Linked DNA regions of Hordeum vulgare: all the other regions are linked to region 1. The links are chromatin contacts, called in public Hi-C maps. All regions are on one chromosome and are shown on one strand. Each heading gives the region's core, a stretch centred on a gene start, on an enhancer-like site or on the middle of the called end of the contact. The rest is flanking DNA. Distances are from core to core; before and after follow the strand shown. Region 1 holds the start of LOC123444270 (calcium-dependent protein kinase 2). Region 2 holds the start of LOC123444215 (F-box protein At5g46170-like). Region 3 holds the start of LOC123444171 (histone-lysine N-methyltransferase, H3 lysine-9 specific SUVH1-like).

The links. A called contact is a pair of places that touch in the nucleus more often than the background predicts.
Region 2: a Hi-C map of leaf shows a contact between it and region 1, with 5 times the contacts expected there. The contact joins the promoter of LOC123444215 here to the promoter of LOC123444270 in region 1. A contact is called at or near these places in 4 of 6 Hi-C or Micro-C datasets (leaf and seedling) and 1 of 1 datasets of contacts at active chromatin or transcription factors (embryo).
Region 3: a contact with region 1 is called in a Hi-C map of seedling, with 4 times the contacts expected there. The contact joins the promoter of LOC123444171 here to the promoter of LOC123444270 in region 1. A contact is called at or near these places in 1 of 6 Hi-C or Micro-C datasets (seedling) and 1 of 1 datasets of contacts at active chromatin or transcription factors (embryo).

The regions. Positions count from the first base shown.
Region 1 is chr1H:449,210,287-449,214,096 of MorexV3_pseudomolecules_assembly, forward strand. LOC123444270 (calcium-dependent protein kinase 2) reads left to right here and starts at 1,343. Exons shown (of 8, transcript XM_045120951.1): 1 at 1,343-3,124. The coding sequence starts at 1,460. LOC123444263 (60S ribosomal protein L30) reads right to left here and starts at 1,169. Exons shown (of 5, transcript XM_045120940.1): 1 at 1,059-1,169; 2 at 832-937. The coding sequence starts at 1,079.
Region 2 is chr1H:448,916,141-448,919,983 of MorexV3_pseudomolecules_assembly, forward strand. LOC123444215 (F-box protein At5g46170-like) reads left to right here and starts at 2,014. Exons shown (of 1, transcript XM_045120872.1): 1 at 2,014-3,250. The coding sequence starts at 2,027. The coding sequence ends at 3,088.
Region 3 is chr1H:448,761,908-448,765,683 of MorexV3_pseudomolecules_assembly, forward strand. LOC123444171 (histone-lysine N-methyltransferase, H3 lysine-9 specific SUVH1-like) reads left to right here and starts at 1,840. Exons shown (of 3, transcript XM_045120810.1): 1 at 1,840-1,995; 2 at 3,035-3,776. The coding sequence starts at 3,055.

The DNA of each region.
Region 1 (3,810 bases), core at 93-2,592:
AGAATTATAGAAATACCTATGAATTACCTAAATGGCAAGCAATTCCATCTTGCTGCATCAATTTAACAATTCAAAACACCTAACAAGGATGTAATTGCTGTCGTACAATGCATTTACCTCTTAGGCACACAGAAGTGAAGCCAACAAGACAAACTGCAGTAAAACTGCTATCAACAAACATAAATATTTCATCCTCCCACTATCCACTAGACATTAAAGAGGTCGTGTAGAATCTAAATTAGGAGCTGGCTTGTTCTAGGGCCCTGTATTCATCTCTAAGGCACAGCCAAAGCAAGCCAACGAGGTAAACTTCAGTCCCATCCTACAAACTAAATTGATCAGAATGAGGTAAACTTCAGTCCCATCCTACAAACTAAAAACTACGGCATCTATCAACAAAAGGCTCAAGGTATAAACTGGTACCAGCAAACCAAAATATTTCAACATTCCATGGTCCACTAGACATTAAAGAGGTCTCATAGAAGTCCAAATTAGGAGGTGACTTGTTCTAGGGCGCTGTATTCATCTCCGAGGCACAGCAAAAGCAAGCCAATGAGGTAAACTTCAGTCCCGAATATCTAGTATAGGAACTAATAGTCTCAACACTTCACCGAGTACATCAAGTAATTGATAGACACAAAACATAAATTAACTACCACTTCGTTCTACACAAGGTAATCACGCATCTCGGAATTAACACAGACCGTAACCCAAATTATTCTAGACAATCAGATACATAGAAGTAACGAACCAGCAGATCAGCCACAGCGAAGCATCATTCAACAGTGACAAAAAAAAGCCGTTAAAAGAGAAGAGCCGATCTGTCTATACCCTTGGAGCTGCGGAGCGTCTTGAGGACGGTCTTGTAGCCGAGCGTGTACTTGCCGCTCTTCATCACCAGCTGCAGCTTGTTGTTGATGTTCTCCCCGCTCTTCTTCTGCAGAGCGCGCCCAATGGATTGAAAAGCAAATCAGTGAGAAGATCTCCCGGAAGGAGAGGAACAAATCGAGCCGAAATGGGAGGAGTGGCGGCGGACGGGGATCGATTAGGGTTCGTACCGCCTTCTTGGTGGGAGCCATCGCGTCGGGCGGCCGCGGCGAGCGAGCGTGGGGATGCGGATGGCTTCGGGGGAGGCGGCGGCGCAGACGCAAATGGAGGGCTCGCTAGGGTTTAGAGACAGGGGCTATATAGGTGCGGCTGCGGCCTGCGGGGTTGAAACTGCCGGGACGGAGCTGGGCTGGACTGGGCCTGCATGGGCCGGATATGAACCCAATGGGCCGTTGCGTAGAGCTGACGAGGTGGGCCTGTCCTGCCAGTCTGCTACGATCGTAAAAATGGCGCTGGCTGATCCGTAGCCCGTACGTGGTGTGTCTCCAACTCTCCAGTCGCAAAAACCCTAGCACGAGCAGCGCCGCCGCCGCCACACGCCGCAGCAGCAGTCAAGCCGTCGCCGGAGGAGATGAGGGGGAAGGGGAAGGCGCTGGACATCCTCGCGGGCTCCGACGACGACTCGGATGTCCCCGCCGAGGACAACTCGAAGATCCAGATCAACGAGGAGTACGCGCGCAAATACGAGCACAACAAGCGGCGCGAGGCGCTGCATCGCCTCGAGGAGCAGAAGAAGAAGGGCCTCGTCGCCGACCCCGACGACGACGACGACGACGAGTCGGATGAGGACGAGGCCGTCGCCGCAGCCTCCCGCCGCGTCGACCGCCGCGTGCTCCAGGTCATCCGCCGCATCCGCACCGGCGACAGCGCCATCTTCGACAAGGACGCCAAGGTGTACTCGTCCTCGTCGGAGGACGAGGACGACGACGCCGAGGGGGAGCCCAAGGAGGGGAAGAAGGCCAAGAAGGAGCGCCCACTGTACCTCAAGGACGTCAACGCCCAGCACCTGCTCGAGGAGGGCCCCGAGTTCGCCGCGCAGACTGGCCGCGGCAGCAAGTATGACAGGATTGCGTACGACGAGCGCCAGAGGGAGGGGCTCAAGGAGTTCCTTGAGGCGGAGAAGAAGGCATTGGGCGATGGTGATGGCGAGGAGGACGACGATCTGTTCATGGCCAAGCAGGCCGACGGAGATGGTGACGACAGCCAAGAGGATGAAGATGAGAAGCAAACTGAAGAGCTGTTGGGTGAGGTTTTTGGGGATGATGAGAAGCTGGATGACAATGAGAAGTTTTTGAAGAATTACATCCTCAATAGGCCCTACCTTGAACCAGTGCCCGACAAGTTCTCGCTGGATGATATCCAGGAGGTATCAGAGGAAGAGGTTGAGATCGAAAGGCAGGAGGACTATGAGGAGACATATAATAAGGTGGGAAAATATAATTTCCGGCATGAGGAGGTGGAAGCTTCAGAGGGAGTGGTGACTGATCGGGTAATGGGACATCCCCGGGTTGTTGAGGGATCGGTGAGGAAGAAGGAGAGCAGCAGAAAGAAGCAGCGCAAGAGCAAGGAGGAACGGCTTGCACGAGCCAAGCAGGAGCAGGCTGAGGAGCTGAAGCATCTCAAGAATTTGAAGAAGAAAGAGATTGCTGAGAAGCTTGAGAAAATCCGGATGATTGCTGGAATTGAAGGGGAAGCTGCTTGTAAGCTTGGTGCAGATGACTTGGAGGAAGATTTTGATCCAGAGGATTATGACAGGAAAATGCAGGAGATGTTTGATGAAAACTACTATGGTGCTGATGAGGTTGATCCTGAGTTTGGAAGTGGAGATGATTTGGATTTGGTTAAACCTGATTTTGACAAGGAAGATGAATTGCTTGGGCTACCTAAAGATTGGTCTCTTGATGGTAAAGAAGGGTCTACTTCCACTGGTGAGAAGAAGAAGAAGAAAAAGGAGAAGAAAAATAAGGAGCTTGCAAATGGTGAGGAGGAAGGCGAGAAAAGGAAGGGGAAGATCTCTCTCAAGGACAAGGTGGAGCTTGAGAAGGAGCTTGACGAGTATTATAAGCTCGACTATGAGGACACCATTGGAGATCTGAAGACACGGTTCAAGTACAGGCAAGTTCAGCCAAACAGTTTTGGCCTGGAGACGTACGAGATATTGCAATCAGATGACAGGGATCTGAACCAATATGTATCCATGAAGAAGCTAGCGCCATATAGGGAGGACGAATGGCGCGTGACTCATCATAAGAAGCTGAGCAAAGATTTGATCCTTGGAGGACAGAAGATAGAAGGCAAGAAGGTCAAAGCTCACAAGAAATCTAAGTCTGGAGAAGGCCCTAGTTCTGAGAGGCCACAGAAAGATAAGCCAACAAGTGAACAAGAAGAAACAGATGGTGACATGAAGTTGAAACGCAAGAAGCTCAAGACCGGCAAGAGATCCAGGTCTGAGGATGGCCCTGGTTCTGAAAAGCCAGAGGAAGACAAGTTGACAGATGAAGAAGAAGATGTTGATGCCAAGACAAAGTCGAAGAGCAAGAAGATCAAGACTGGCAAGGAATCCAGGTCCGAGGAGCACCCTAGTTCTGGAAAGCCAGAGAAGGGCAAGTTAACAAGTGAAGAAGAAGAAACAGGTGCCAAGAAAAAATCAACTAGAAGTGAGCGAAGGAACCGTCGGAGGAAGGAGTTGAAAATATCCAGGGACAGACAAGGGGCATATGGGTTGATAGATCTGAAGAGTCAGAAGAGCAGTTGATTTTGGGGATTCAGCATAGTTCATCTGAAAACTTAAGTTTTTCAATGCACCTCTGTGTGGGTGTTGCAGTAGTGGAAACGCCTGTTTGAGCAATCAGTATACTATCTATGTAGGATATTATTATCGTCTAATCTCTGAAGCTATGAACCCACTGTTATCCTAGTAGC
Region 2 (3,843 bases), core at 764-3,263, 290 kb before region 1:
AAGAGGGGAAATGACGCGTTGGTGGCTGGCTGCTGCCCCGCTTTTCCGTGCTGCTGATCTTTTCCTTGGTTTCGACCGGCCTCGATGCAAATGGAGCTTCACCCCCCTGGCCGTGGCGTTTGTCTTCTCCTCGTTGTTATTCCTTTGGATCATCGGGTTCACATTCATCTTCTCATAGTTTTGTTGCGTCTTGTGTGTCACGGCTCTCTCGTCTTTTGTCCTGCCTCGCCGTCAGATCAAACGGCGGCATCCCACGCATGCTAAATCAACTCTACTATGTACTCACTATGTTTTAAAATAAGTGTTTTAAACTTAGTATAACTCTGTACTATTAAAGATAGTACTCCATCCGTCCAAAAATAATTGTCTCATCTTTATACTAGCTTTAATATAAAATTATACTAAGCTTAAGACACTTATTTTGGGACGGAGGAAGTATAAAGTTAAGACAGTTAATTTGGAACGGAGAGAATACTACGTACTACCAGTCAACAAGAAGAGCTGCCGTAAAAAAAATAAAAAAATCCGAGCGTTATTGAGATATGTTGGTCGTGTGAGCAGTGGCAGAGCTTGACGTTGGCCCTAGCAGGGACAGCTCTTTTTTTCTTTTCAGTCGAGAAGGAGATGCTTGAGGAGGCCATTTCAAAGCTTTGCAAGACATGGAGGCTGAAACGGTGGCATTTGTGCGCTAATATTATCGGAGTAATAGCACATGAGGTTATACCGTGAAAGCCCAAAGTTTAGCTTTCTCATATGGCTGGTTGGAAATCTCGCAATTCAGTACTTACATGATATGCATATAAGTTATGCACGGGCGCAGGAACAATTTGTCAGCTTAGTGTCTCGAAGGTGATCATGGGTGCGTGAGCATTTATAACATGTTTATGTAAACATCAATGCTATCCAGCGAACATCAGCTGGAGCCGCATGACAAAACGAGGTTTTTCGCGTCGATTTTAGTGGCGGGAGCAGGGCAACTCCCGCAAACGAACCCACGACAGTTTTCACAGCAAAATCTTTTGTTGCCAGAAACTGGCATGCGTTCTTCGAAATGATCCTTTTTCTGTTTAAACTCGTGTTACGAAGAACCAGCATAAAAAGCGTTCGCAGATGTCATCCTTGGCAGCGAACGTTCGCTACATCACCCTCGCCAACCCTCGCCTCCCCCCCGCTGACGTGGAGCGGTGGCAACGGCCCTCCCCGCCGTTACCGATTTAACCAAACGGCGCGCGCGCCACCTCCGCCGCCGCTTAACAGCGGGGAGCCGTTACGTGTTGACGGCGCCACCGCCTCCGTCCTCCTGTCCGGGGCGATATTAAAAGCCGCCCTCCGTCGAGTGGTGCCGGAGAGCAGAAGCACACCCCTCGCCGTTCCTCTGCGACCGCACGAGGCAAGGGAAGAAAAAAAAAAACCGCCGCCGGGAGGAAATATCCCCAATCCTTCTCGCCTCCGATAAACCCTAGTCCGGTCTCGCCGGATTGGCGCCGGGAACCCGCCGAATCGGAGCTCGCTGGCGGGCGCGCCGGCTCGCCGGAGGAGCTGCGCTGCGGTCGAATTGCGGCGGGGAGAGGCTTTCTCGGGCTGTCCCTCCCTGGCCGGGTTGCACGCCAGGTGCTCGACGGCGTCGGATCCGGCGGCGAGGGCGGGCTCTGGGCGATTGTATCTTCCTCTTCGGGCTCGATTCGCTCGCCTCGGCTGGTTGGTCCGCGCGCGGCTGCCGTGGCCGTGCTGACCGGCGCCACCGAGGTATGTGCCGTTGTGGATTCGGCTTGCTCAGTTCTTCGTTTCAGGGCGCATGCTGCTTTTAATCCCTTGAGACATTTCATTCTCGTCTGCGTTCTTACTAGAGGTGTTCCTGGTCTCGTTTCCTTCAGGTTTCGCCCCCGTTGGTGGATTTGGCGGTCCGTTGCTGCCATTGCGCGAACCGAGGTTGAGCGGCCTGTTCTCGGCATCTCCGGCGACCTCGGTGCTGTTTCTTTCTTCCGCTGGGCGGGCGGCGCAGAAGGCGTGACCCTCCGGCCCTGCGATGCTTCCCAAGGCCCGAATCCACGCGGACCCGGCGCTGGAGCTCGAGGACGACCGCTTCGACTGCCTGCCGGATTCCATCGTCCTGCTCATCCTCAACAAGGTGGAGGACGTGCGCTCCCTCGGCCGCTGCTCCGCCGCGTCCAAGCGCTTCAACGGGCTCGTCCCGCTCGTCCACGACGTCTGCGTCAAGATCGACCACGTCGTGGCCGTCGACGGCGACGCCGAGGACCCCCTCAACCTGTCGTCGCCCAAGCCCCGGAACATCCTCTCGCACTTCCTCAAGCTGATGCTCTTCACAATCATCAAGCCGTTCCACAACGCGCGCGGCGCCGGGCGACCGCTCTTCCCGCAGCTCGCGCACCACTCGCCGGCGCAGGTGCTCCGGAGCTTCACCCACGTACGCAACCTTCATATCGAGCTCCCTTCTGGGGATGTCGGGACTGAGGATGGGGTGCTCCTGAAATGGCGGGCGGAGTACGGGAGCACGCTCCAGAACTGTGTCATCCTCGGGGGCACCAGGGTTGACCGCAAGCCTGTTGGTGCAGAGCACGAGCCATCCTCGGAGGACAACGGGAGCATGCCGGAGTCTTTCTATACCAATGGCGGGCTCAAGCTCCGTGTCGTGTGGACAATCAGCTCCCTGATTGCAGCATCAACGAGGCATTATCTTCTCCGGTCAATCATCAAGGAACACCCCACGCTTGTGAGCCTGGTGCTCACCGATGCTGATGGCCAGGGCACGCTCACCATGGGAGCAGAGCAGCTCAAGGACTTCAGAGAGAACCAGTTGTCTGCCTCAGCATGCTCCAACAGAACCCATGTCCCAGCCTGCAACATGAAGCTCAAATATGCTCCATATCTTGAGCTGCCCGGAGGAATTGCGCTGCAGGGAGCCACACTAGTTGCTATCAAGCCCTCCACCGAGGGAAGCAATTGCGGCCATATCAGCCGCAAGGAAACGGACGCGTTTATCTCTGGAGCATTTGATGGGCCGTTCAAATTTGCTGCCAAGGCGCTGATGAAGAGGCGCACATACCTTCTGGAGATGAATGGCTTCTAGATATCCCCCGAGTTCTTCCTGGGAATCTGCTTGCACTGCTTTAACTTCTGTTCTGTGTAATAGTCTGTGCTTTGTTGTCTGGTGTGTTACTAGCTCTTTGTACAGTGGTGGTGACATTTGGTTGGTTATATAAAAATCATATCGAATTACTACATTTTCTCATCGCTCCCCTCCCTGGTGTTTTTCATTCTAATTAATGCAAAGCTGATCTTTTTACCCTTACCAGTCTATATTTTTGCTTCTGCCAGATGAGATGCCTAAAAACCCAATGTGCATTTTGCCATTTTCCGCCTCTACCTTTTCTTAGCCAAACCACATCAAGTAAAAAGACCTGTGCGACTGAGAAACCACATGTAGTGTTGGTTGCCCTTTGTATATTTATCCATTGTGTCTGTATGGGAGCTTCAGATTCAGATTCAATCACTGGCTTGAGCTTGTGTTTGTGCCACTACAGGGGTAAAATAATTCCCTCACAACTTGTCTTATGCTTCCAGGAAATCTGGTCCAAACCTATATACAGCAGTTTCATACAAGGAAGCACGAGGCGGCATTAATAGAGACCAGACTCTTCTTCCAGGTACATGTTATCCGTCTCGGATTAAGAAATGAAAACGACTAATCTGATGCTGACTGGCAAATTCGTGCAGGGGAACAGCTGCCACCTGATTTTGATTTGCGTGTTCACTTTGATACTGTAGTTACAGTTGTGAGGATGCTTTCCTTATTTTGATCCTGTAGTTATAGTTGTGACGATG
Region 3 (3,776 bases), core at 590-3,089, 450 kb before region 1:
AATGAAAGTGTCAACCTGCTGTCTCCACTTTTCATTAAACCCTTTCATACGTAGGGCTTGTCGAAAAAAAGACTACTTAACTTTATCATAAGCTTTTTCGAAATCCACTTTAAAGATAACCCCATCTAATTTCTTTGTGTGAATTTCATGAAGCGTTTCATGCAAGACGACCACACCCTCCAAGATGTGTCGCCCAGGCATAAACGCAGACCGTGTTGGAAATCCTGTGTCTTTTAATTTAGCTGCCGCCTATGTTTGTTTTTGTCTCAGGGTCAGCGCGCCTTGATTACTTTCAAAGAACGGATATGATTTTGAAACCCTCGTAGAAGTTTCCTAGATTTGAAAGCATAGGACACTGAGAAGCACCATGAGCTGAATTACAAGAGTTAAAGGAAGGACTGCCGTTCAAACTCTGCTTCATACTCTGTTGGGCACGGTTGCGAGCCACCCCTTTCAAATCCCTGGGAATGTGGTATATCAATCCTACCATCGGAGGTTTGAAAACAATCAGCTAGATGGATTGCGATCTCTAATAGTCAGGGTCTAATGTCTAATGTCTTTACAGTCGGGAAGGAAAGTAATCTGCCCTGCTTGATCATATTTGCCAAATCTGGTGCTGCCATCGTCAACTCGAGTTCTGCTGGGATATGCAGACTTAGCTCCACTGATTATGTTTTCTTAGGAAGAATTGATTATGTTAGTTGTAACAAATCACAGGGCACCGGCGCTCCTCATTCAAAAATATACGTGGGTCCGGGGTGATTAAGACCTTGTTTGGAACCACCCAGATTATATAATCTGGTTTTTATAATCTATTGTATTTTCAAACAGGACAGTTTATATTGTAGTTTTTATAAACTAGATGACCAGATTATTATAATCTCATAATCTGCTCTACCCCAGCTAAAATAAGATTATGGATTACAAATGACGTGTTACCCTTGTAAACTTCAAGAGAATTACGCAGTGCCACAGCCACTTTTCTATTTTTCCTTGTAAACAAAGGGCAAACATGTCATTGTATAATTTAAAAGCTGGTTTACAGTTTATATAATCTGGCCTCCAAACATACCCACCTGAATTATTTTTATAAACCAGATTATATAATCTATGTTCATAATCCAGATTATCATAATCTATTATGGTTCCAAACAGGGCCTAAAAGCTGCATGCAACTTATATATCCTTGAAAAAGTAGACCTGTTGTATGGTGCTGTGCAAGATTAAACGCCCCAAGGGCTGGCGTGTGATTCTTTTGGCAACTTTCTTTTTTCCTGATTGACCACATCTATTTTTTCAGGTTACCTTCTAATCGATTGTACTTTTCCTGTGCTTAAATACTTATAGTTGAGGGGAATTTTCGACTATAAATATTTAGATACAGAGTGAGTACGAGATAGATGCAACTAAATATTTCCTCAAATATTCTTGAGTATATAGTCATTATGCCAGCAGGTGACAAACCAAACAAAGGTCACTTCTGCCAAAATTTTAGTGAATTTTAATGGCCACGATCCAAACAACAACAACTTGCCAAAATTCTGGTCATGCCCTTGCATAGGTCATGCCAAGTTTTTTGTTGGGCGAGAGAGACCCCACGTGCCAGAAGGCCCCTTTTCCTCGGTACCATATCCTGCAAGAAAACAAGACCGAGAAAGCGCCGAGACCCACCCACCCACCCACCACTTCCCTACCTCGGACCCCGCGCGACTCCGGTCTCTCTCTCTCTTCCTCGCGGTGCCAGGTGGTGGCGCTGGGCCCACGCCGCCACGCGCAGGCGGGGGCCGTCCTCGGCCGTCGGATCCGCGGCATGACCCCCGAGCCCGGACCAGAGAGGAGCCCCAGAATCAGATTAAACCCACTCCCACACAGGGACACTGGGCGCCGCTTCGACCGACCCGCCGTCGGAGAGATCGCTCGCTGTCGGCCTCGGCTTCGGCGCCGGCCAGGCTCCCTTCCTTCGTCCCCCCGGAGGCGGCTTCCCGCTCCGCGCAGGTACCCTCGTCTCCCCCCTCCCCCTCCCGACGCATGCATGCCCGCACGGCCGCGCACATTTCTCGATTTTGGGGGGCGTGGACTCCGCGCGGCCTCGCGAACCGGAACATCTTTTTTTCTTATCATCTCCCCGTTCGAAGGTCGGGGCCTCCCCGTCGGGCCGAATAGCGCTTTCTCCCCCCCCCCCCCCCCCCCCCCCCCCCCCCCCCTCCGTTCCGATGGACCTCTGTAAATAAATAAGAAATGTTTTGTTGGCCATGGGCGTCGACGCAAGTTTTTGGATTGCAACTCTGTGCTCGGTTCGTACAAGTTTATGGAGTAGAATGCAGATACCAAGTGGAAGTTTTTTGCGCTATATATTTATTTGTATCTAGATGAAACCATTGCTTTTAGATAGGTGGACTGATTTGAATCAAAATTCGGTTCTTCAAATGCACTACTTTGCCAATGCTACCTGTACATCCATTTTCGTTACTAAACAGATAAATAGTTACAACCAACTGTTTACATCGGCTAGGAAAAAGGAAACAGTTTTTCAACAGTCTGCCAATCCATAATGACAGACGGGTAACTAGCTGTTTCTTCACCCTATGCCTAAGAAAGGTAGCATCTGCAACAAAGCCAGATTTCCAACCTCTAAAACTCGGTCTAGAACCTTTGAAAGGTGCTTATCAATGCTACTGATATATGCTAGTACTGTTTTACCCTGGTAACAATGGTTCAATGCTACGTCTTGTTTAGTGCTGAGAAGGAAATGCTTCATCTAGTTGATAACTGCAATTGTCCAATGTAGTCCTCAAAGGCACCCATCAATTCTTCTAGATTCACTATAGGTGGTTTCTGATTTGGTTTGGAGAAGATCAAAGGAGTAACAAAAGCAGGCAAGATTTTAGCTTGGTGTTTTACTTTCATGCTGGTTGTAGTCGCATGCGGTACTTTTCCAAGGGTGCAACCATGCTTCAGGATTCACTAAGCGCTGCTTACTCCTCTATGATTTTGTTACTGTATAGTCCGCTAAGGTTTTTCCTTCCTTGTGCAGGAATTTTTGGTTGATTTAACATGGACAGGGCTAGGAATTTCATGCCTGGCCCTAATCAGGAGCTTCTGGATGCCAAGCCATTAAGGTCTTTAGCTCCAATGTTCCCTGCACCCATGGGAGTCAACATTAACCAGTCAAGCACGCCACCGTTGGTCGTTGTGACTCCGGTTGGCCAGTTTCCTACAGGATTTGGTGCTGGGAGCCTTCCTGCCTTTGGACCATTCGCCTCCTTCAGTGCTACTGCGAATACTTTTTCGCCTGCAGGCACAAGTGCTAATGTGCCCATTGATGTTACACCTGTCTCAGCATACAAGACGAGACCATCTGGAGTTACACCACTTAATGATGACGATGAACCTTATTCGGTTGCTCAGACTTCGGCATCTGAACGCAAGGCTAAGAGGCCAGCTGATTTGGCTGCTGATGGCTCAAATGGAGTTAAGTTCAAGCACCCTAAGCCTATCTACAAGAATCATGTTGCCGGCAAGCTGCTCGCTTTTCTGCCAACTTCATATAGTACTCCTAGGGAGGCTGTGGAAGCAGTTCATATGACCTTTGAGGCGCTCAGGCGTAGACATCTTCAGATGGATGAAACGCAAGACGTTAGCAGACGTGCAGACCTGAAAGCTGGCGCTATCATGATGGCCAGTGAAATCAGGGCCAATGCGGGAAAGAGGGTAGGGACTGCTCCTGGTGTTGAAATAGGCGATATTTTCTATTTCAGGATGGAGCTATGCATCAT